Linked DNA regions of Zea mays: region 1 is linked to region 2. Evidence: chromatin contacts called from public Hi-C data. All regions are on one chromosome and are shown on one strand. Each heading gives the region's core, a stretch centred on a gene start, on an enhancer-like site or on the middle of the called end of the contact. The rest is flanking DNA. Distances are from core to core; before and after follow the strand shown.

Evidence for each region. A called contact is a pair of places that touch in the nucleus more often than the background predicts.
Region 1: a contact with region 2 is called in a Hi-C map of leaf, with 7 times the contacts expected there. The contact joins the promoter of LOC100382879 here to the promoter of LOC100282363 in region 2. A contact is called at or near these places in 6 of 25 Hi-C or Micro-C datasets (bundle sheath, ear, endosperm and 3 more).

Annotation. Positions count from the first base shown.
Region 1 is chr9:47,572,638-47,575,337 of Zm-B73-REFERENCE-NAM-5.0, reverse strand. LOC100382879 reads right to left here and starts at 1,410. Exons shown (of 7, transcript NM_001175570.1): 1 at 1,201-1,410. The coding sequence starts at 1,214. LOC103638331 (a long non-coding RNA gene) reads left to right here and starts at 2,613. Exons shown (of 2, transcript XR_558702.4): 1 at 2,613-2,700.
Region 2 is chr9:47,440,414-47,443,113 of Zm-B73-REFERENCE-NAM-5.0, reverse strand. It overlaps LOC100282363 (carboxyl-terminal-processing protease), which reads right to left and starts at 1,281. Exons shown (of 12, transcript NM_001155275.2): 1 at 744-1,281; 2 at 552-633; 3 at 38-168. The coding sequence starts at 1,082.

The sequences.
Region 1 (2,700 bases), core at 161-2,660, 130 kb before region 2:
GAAGAACAAGGATTAGAAGAAGAGGAAGAAACTGAAGTTGACTTTGTTGCTCCTGATGATCTACTTATTGAGGATGACTATGGCCATGAAGCTGCTGCAACTGCATGTGATGAGGATGTGGACGGCATAAATGTGATTAACTTAGATATTGATTAGGGGATTAGGCCTAAGGCCTTAGCCCTTAGGGGACTTAGGGCAGTATGTCCTATGCCCATATTTATCAGTTATTCACACTCATATAGCTGCTTGCTACTTGCTGTCTGCTGGAACTATATTTTATTTGGTATTATTTGATATATCATATATATTCATATATGTTGCATTTGCATACTTGCATATTTGTTGGCTGCTGCTAGACAGGATGCCTAGGCGTCTAGGAGCCCGGCTGGAGACTCGCCGTGGCACCATGACAACCATGTACAAGTTTGAATTATCATAACAGTAAAAGATGACCTACCTTTGCTAACTACTCTCAGTACATATAGGAAAATAAGTGCTCTGCTTCCACCTTTCCACAGATAAACATCAAAATTTTCCTTTGCCAATTTGTTTAGAGTAAATATTAACTGATTTTTCAGTTACTGCTAGGAAACCGCATCCATCACCCGCAGTGTAGCCAGGCAATTACAGAATCAAATAAGCAACATAGGGAACTAAACGAGAATGATCTATTTGGATTCAATTCAATACAATGAAATAATATATGGTAATAGGCGTCATACCCTAAATCAACACCACTGCTTGATCCACAAACAAAATATGATCAGACCAAATGCTAAAACAAATGCAGCCCATCTTCCCAACTAACAAGCATCAGCAAGGCACACAACCAAATGGCTCATGCTTCATTCATAACGCTCAGAACACTCCCACTACCTAAATCTGGCATTGCATCAAACTTACATCACCCAGGTACTTAAGCGAAGGTACATAAGCAGCACGTCAGATTGAGCTAGCTTCCAACTTAATCCCAAATAAACACCCAACTAGATACGAATTTTTATCAGCTGCGACCATCACGAACCCTAACCCTAAGGCCTAGAGGAAGCTCAGTCAGCCTCAATACAATGCTCACCACTACATTCATCCATCCAAGACCCCAACGCGGCTTAACCGCACGCTAACATCGATCCAGTCCGGCCTCCAAATCGCACGCAGCTAAGAAGAGGATCGAATTCAAACCGAAGAGAGAAAAATTACTTCTTAGTCGACATGGCCGAGGCAAACCGATCGGACAAGCCAGCCCGCGTCGCGCAGCTACTAGAGGCGACTAACAGCGCCGTCACCTAGGCTTCGCCCCTGATTTGAATCCTTCCCAGCACGTCGCCACGGCCTAGGGATTGCTTGAAACTGGTGTGCCTTCCTCAGGTTCCTTTCTCTCCTCGGCCCTTGCGCGTCGCCTTTTGAGGCTTTCCCTTTGCGGAAACGTGACCCGCGGGGTATCAAATCCTGGAATGATTCCCAGAAACAGGATACGAAAAATGACAAGTTTACCCCCGAAAGTGGAAAACACAAGACGATCGTAGGAAAGGGAGATTTTTTTTATTATTTAGGACTCAAAACGAATTGGTTCGATTGGCTTCGTCAAAATGACGCAGATGTCTTTGATTTCTTCACTGACTTCTACAAATTTGACAAGATTATACATACCAGCTAGGATGGAAAGACCAACATGCCCCTCACCATTAAATTATCATGTTTTCGTGTCACTCCTCGCTTTCACAGGGATTGAAGAGCAAAGCCAATCAACATTTGAATCATGTACCTCACTCTGGCTAGTATGATCAACAGATTGTCACGCTAGCAGTTAGATGGGGAATGCTTTTTAAGATCAAATTTCAAATAGAAATAAAACTCTTTAAGTGAATGGAGCAACAAATATTGCTTCTTCTGGTGATTGTCAACTTGATCCAAAATAAATGGTAAATGCTTGGAGAGGTTGTCAACAACAATGTTTCGAAGAGCATAGGATGTTGCAGATAAACACCCCATAATCCTACTTTGGGTAAAGTAGGAAAACTCATTTTGTGATCTAAATAAATGTGTTTTCAAATAACATTATATAAAAGATTCTTATTTGAATTAAATGACCCTTTCTTAAACTATATATTTAAGATATGTTCCCTAAAATAATTAAGTTAAACTATCTCTTAATACAATATGGGATGAATATGATTTTTATAGAAATTCCTTGATAGGGATTAAACTCCATTAAAACAATTATGGGTTGAATATGATTCTTTAATACATTCAAAATATACTCTTGAAATGAATAATGTGTATGTTGCATTTGCCTAATTAATAATCAGTTAATATATAAATAAAATATATAACTTCGCATCATGCTTCGAATGTGCATCTAATTTAATTGAAATTTAAAACTCAGATTTGAATACAATTTGAATTTAGAAATTTAAAATAGGAATTTAAATAGAAAAGGAGCCAGAAAAGAAAGGGAAAAGAATAAGATGATATTGGGCTGACTCCCTCCCCCGCCCTCGCCCACTTCCATTTATCTGCAGTGGCAGCCCATTCTCTTCCTTCACTGCACGGCCCACTTCGGTCCCTTCTTTTTTCTCTTTTCCGACCGCACACCCACGTCGCTGACGATCGGGGGGCACTGGCCAGCTGCTCGCGTCGCCTCCGCGCGGCGCTGTCCCCGCCAGGTGGGTCCCATTCTCCAGAACCTTCGCTTTTACC
Region 2 (2,700 bases), core at 32-2,531:
CATTATTACTTGACAATATCAACCCAAACATGCATACCTTGGGGCTGATGATCCTTGTAAATGGGTCGCCGAGTGTGGACAGCATCCCACTAATCTTACTGTAGGCAGCATCCGCTGATTTCAGTGGAAATATCTCTACCATGGTTTGCTGTAGTTTCTGATCCCAATCTGGACACTTGGCAAAATAAGTACATTGAAGAAAAAAACTTGTCTTATTTCATTTGTCTTCTTATATAGTGATTTTGGTGTCGCAACAGCTGTGACCTCCACCGTTTCACTCTTGTTACAATACCAACCAAACATTAGCTTCTATCACTCCATTTCTATCAAAGCTAGCAATGTTTTCAAGTCGTCCGATTAATCGCGTCGTCCAAGTCGGTTTGGACCAATCACTATTAATCGTCCAAGTCATCCGACTATTCGTGATTAATCGCGATTAATCACCCTAGTCGGTCAGCCAGAACCACCAGCAAGTCGTCCAACTTGAAAACATTTGCTAGCACCTGAAAACACTAATTAGAGAGAACCGTCACCCAAAATTGGAGTTGTACCTTGGTGGTTGAAGGTGGGATCAACAAAGGTCTCACGGATCAGCCCCCACGTCTCCACCAGCGTCCTCTGCACTCTGTTCACCTGACAACAACCCAAACAAACAAAATCACCGTGTAAAGTCCGCATCTTTCTTGGGAACGCGGCGGTCGTCGATCACCGTCGGCATTGTAAACTTCAGGAACTCAACTCACTTCGCGCGCCTTGGAGACGGGGAACGCGACGGTGAGCGACTCGGCCCGGGCAGGCGGCGTCGGCAGCGGGGACACATCCCCGGAGAACCCGGTTAGTGACACAACGGCAGCGGCGGCGAACCCCACCGCAGCCTGCCCCAGCGCCCGGCCTCCGTGATCCGGTCCGGAAGCCCGGACTGCCGTCTGCTGCGGATGCAGAGGCTCCTCTCGGCCCACGGACCGCACCCGGAGTCTCGCTCTCGCCCCAAAAGCCGCCGGCCGGGGCAAGGCCTTCCGAACCTGTCCGGGCAGCGGGCGCGGAGCAAGTGTAGCAACGAGGGAGCACTCTACCATTTCCATGACACGACGCCGGCGGCGATGGCGCGCTAGCTTCTCGCTAGAGCGCGCGGGCTACTATACAATTGGGCGCCGGAGACGTCCACGAGAATCTTTTGGCCGTGCCGTCTCATCAGTTAAGTAGCCTGGTGGACAGGAGGAGATCCGTGTGGAGGGATGGATCTTCTCGCGCGTCCAGGGTCGCACACGTATCTGCCTCCGGTCGTCCGGGTCGAGGCGTTTGGGTGGTGGTGGGAGAGACAGATATGGGGTACTATTCGTTGGTGGTGGTCTACAGAACTGATGGAGGAGAAATACTTCTGCAAATAAAAAGTGCATTACTTTCTCGAAAATATTTATGACTAATATAGGAACATAGAACTCAGAAAAAAATTCATGCAGGATTCCCGAATAGATCCAACTCGAGAAGTTACTCCTTTATATCCTAAAAAAATAAATCAACTTCTGGAGTCAGGAGCCGGGGGCCGATAGGGGCCATAGCCCCTCCTAACGCTACGACACGTACAAGAGAATATATATATATATATATATATATAGTTATAGTATTAGGAGCCCTGGGCTTCCATTAATGCAGGGAGCCCCTGCCAGTTTAGTTGTGCCGGGCGCGGGTCGACGTGGCAGGTGGTCCGAGTACCGCGCACATGCACCGATTGAAGGTGGGGCGTACGTGCGCACCCCCCATTACCATTTATGCATCTGTTTCATTCAAATTACGTATGCATAAACAAGTAACTGACACGGTGTGTGCGTATGCTCCGCGCGGGTATTCCGGCTTAGTGGTCACGACCCGCGTTGTAGTTGGCCGCGTTTATACTTGCATATTATGACTCCAACCGTTTCATAAATTGACACGTCGATGCGGTTTGGTCGGGTGTGGTGTAGTATTTGAGATTTATGATTGTATACTTCGATGTTAACAACTACATATCATTTTGGGATTTATTATATTACGCACTTTGGCGTGGGGCTTGATTAATTATTTTTTTAAAACTGTTTACGATACTTTACACAGCTATTTATGCTTCTTATGATCACGCAGTTACCAAACCTTCACCCTGACTGTGCGCTGACTAGTGGACCCACAGTCCCTCGCCGCTCCCCCGCGGGCCGACCGAGCTAATAATTCAGCTCGGGTCCACCCACAACAGACAACAGTCACAAACCCTAAAAAAATCAGTTCCTCCCCGTCGCTGTCATTCGCTCCTGCGATCGCCATCGACGACCCCCCCCACCTCTTCCACCGCCGTAATCTCCGCTGTTCATCGATTCACCGCCGTCGTTCTCCTTCCCTGGTTCGTTTCCCCTCTCATTCTTTCGAGTTCCCCCCATTCTTTTACATAGTTCAGTCACTAATGTCCATCAGGTTCGCCCCGCCCCTTCTACATCCCTTCAATTGATTCGAAATTAATTGAATCGCCTCATTATATGTAGTATCCGATAATGCCTTCCAATTTTTTCAATTGCATATTTGTTACAATATGTTCATTTTTATATAGGTACTGAGTGTTGTTTATAAACACAATATATTTTTTTTACAATAGCAATCAATAGATTAGTGATGTTATTGTACTGTGTTATTATTGTTGTTTCTGATACTTATACTACACATATTTTTATTAAT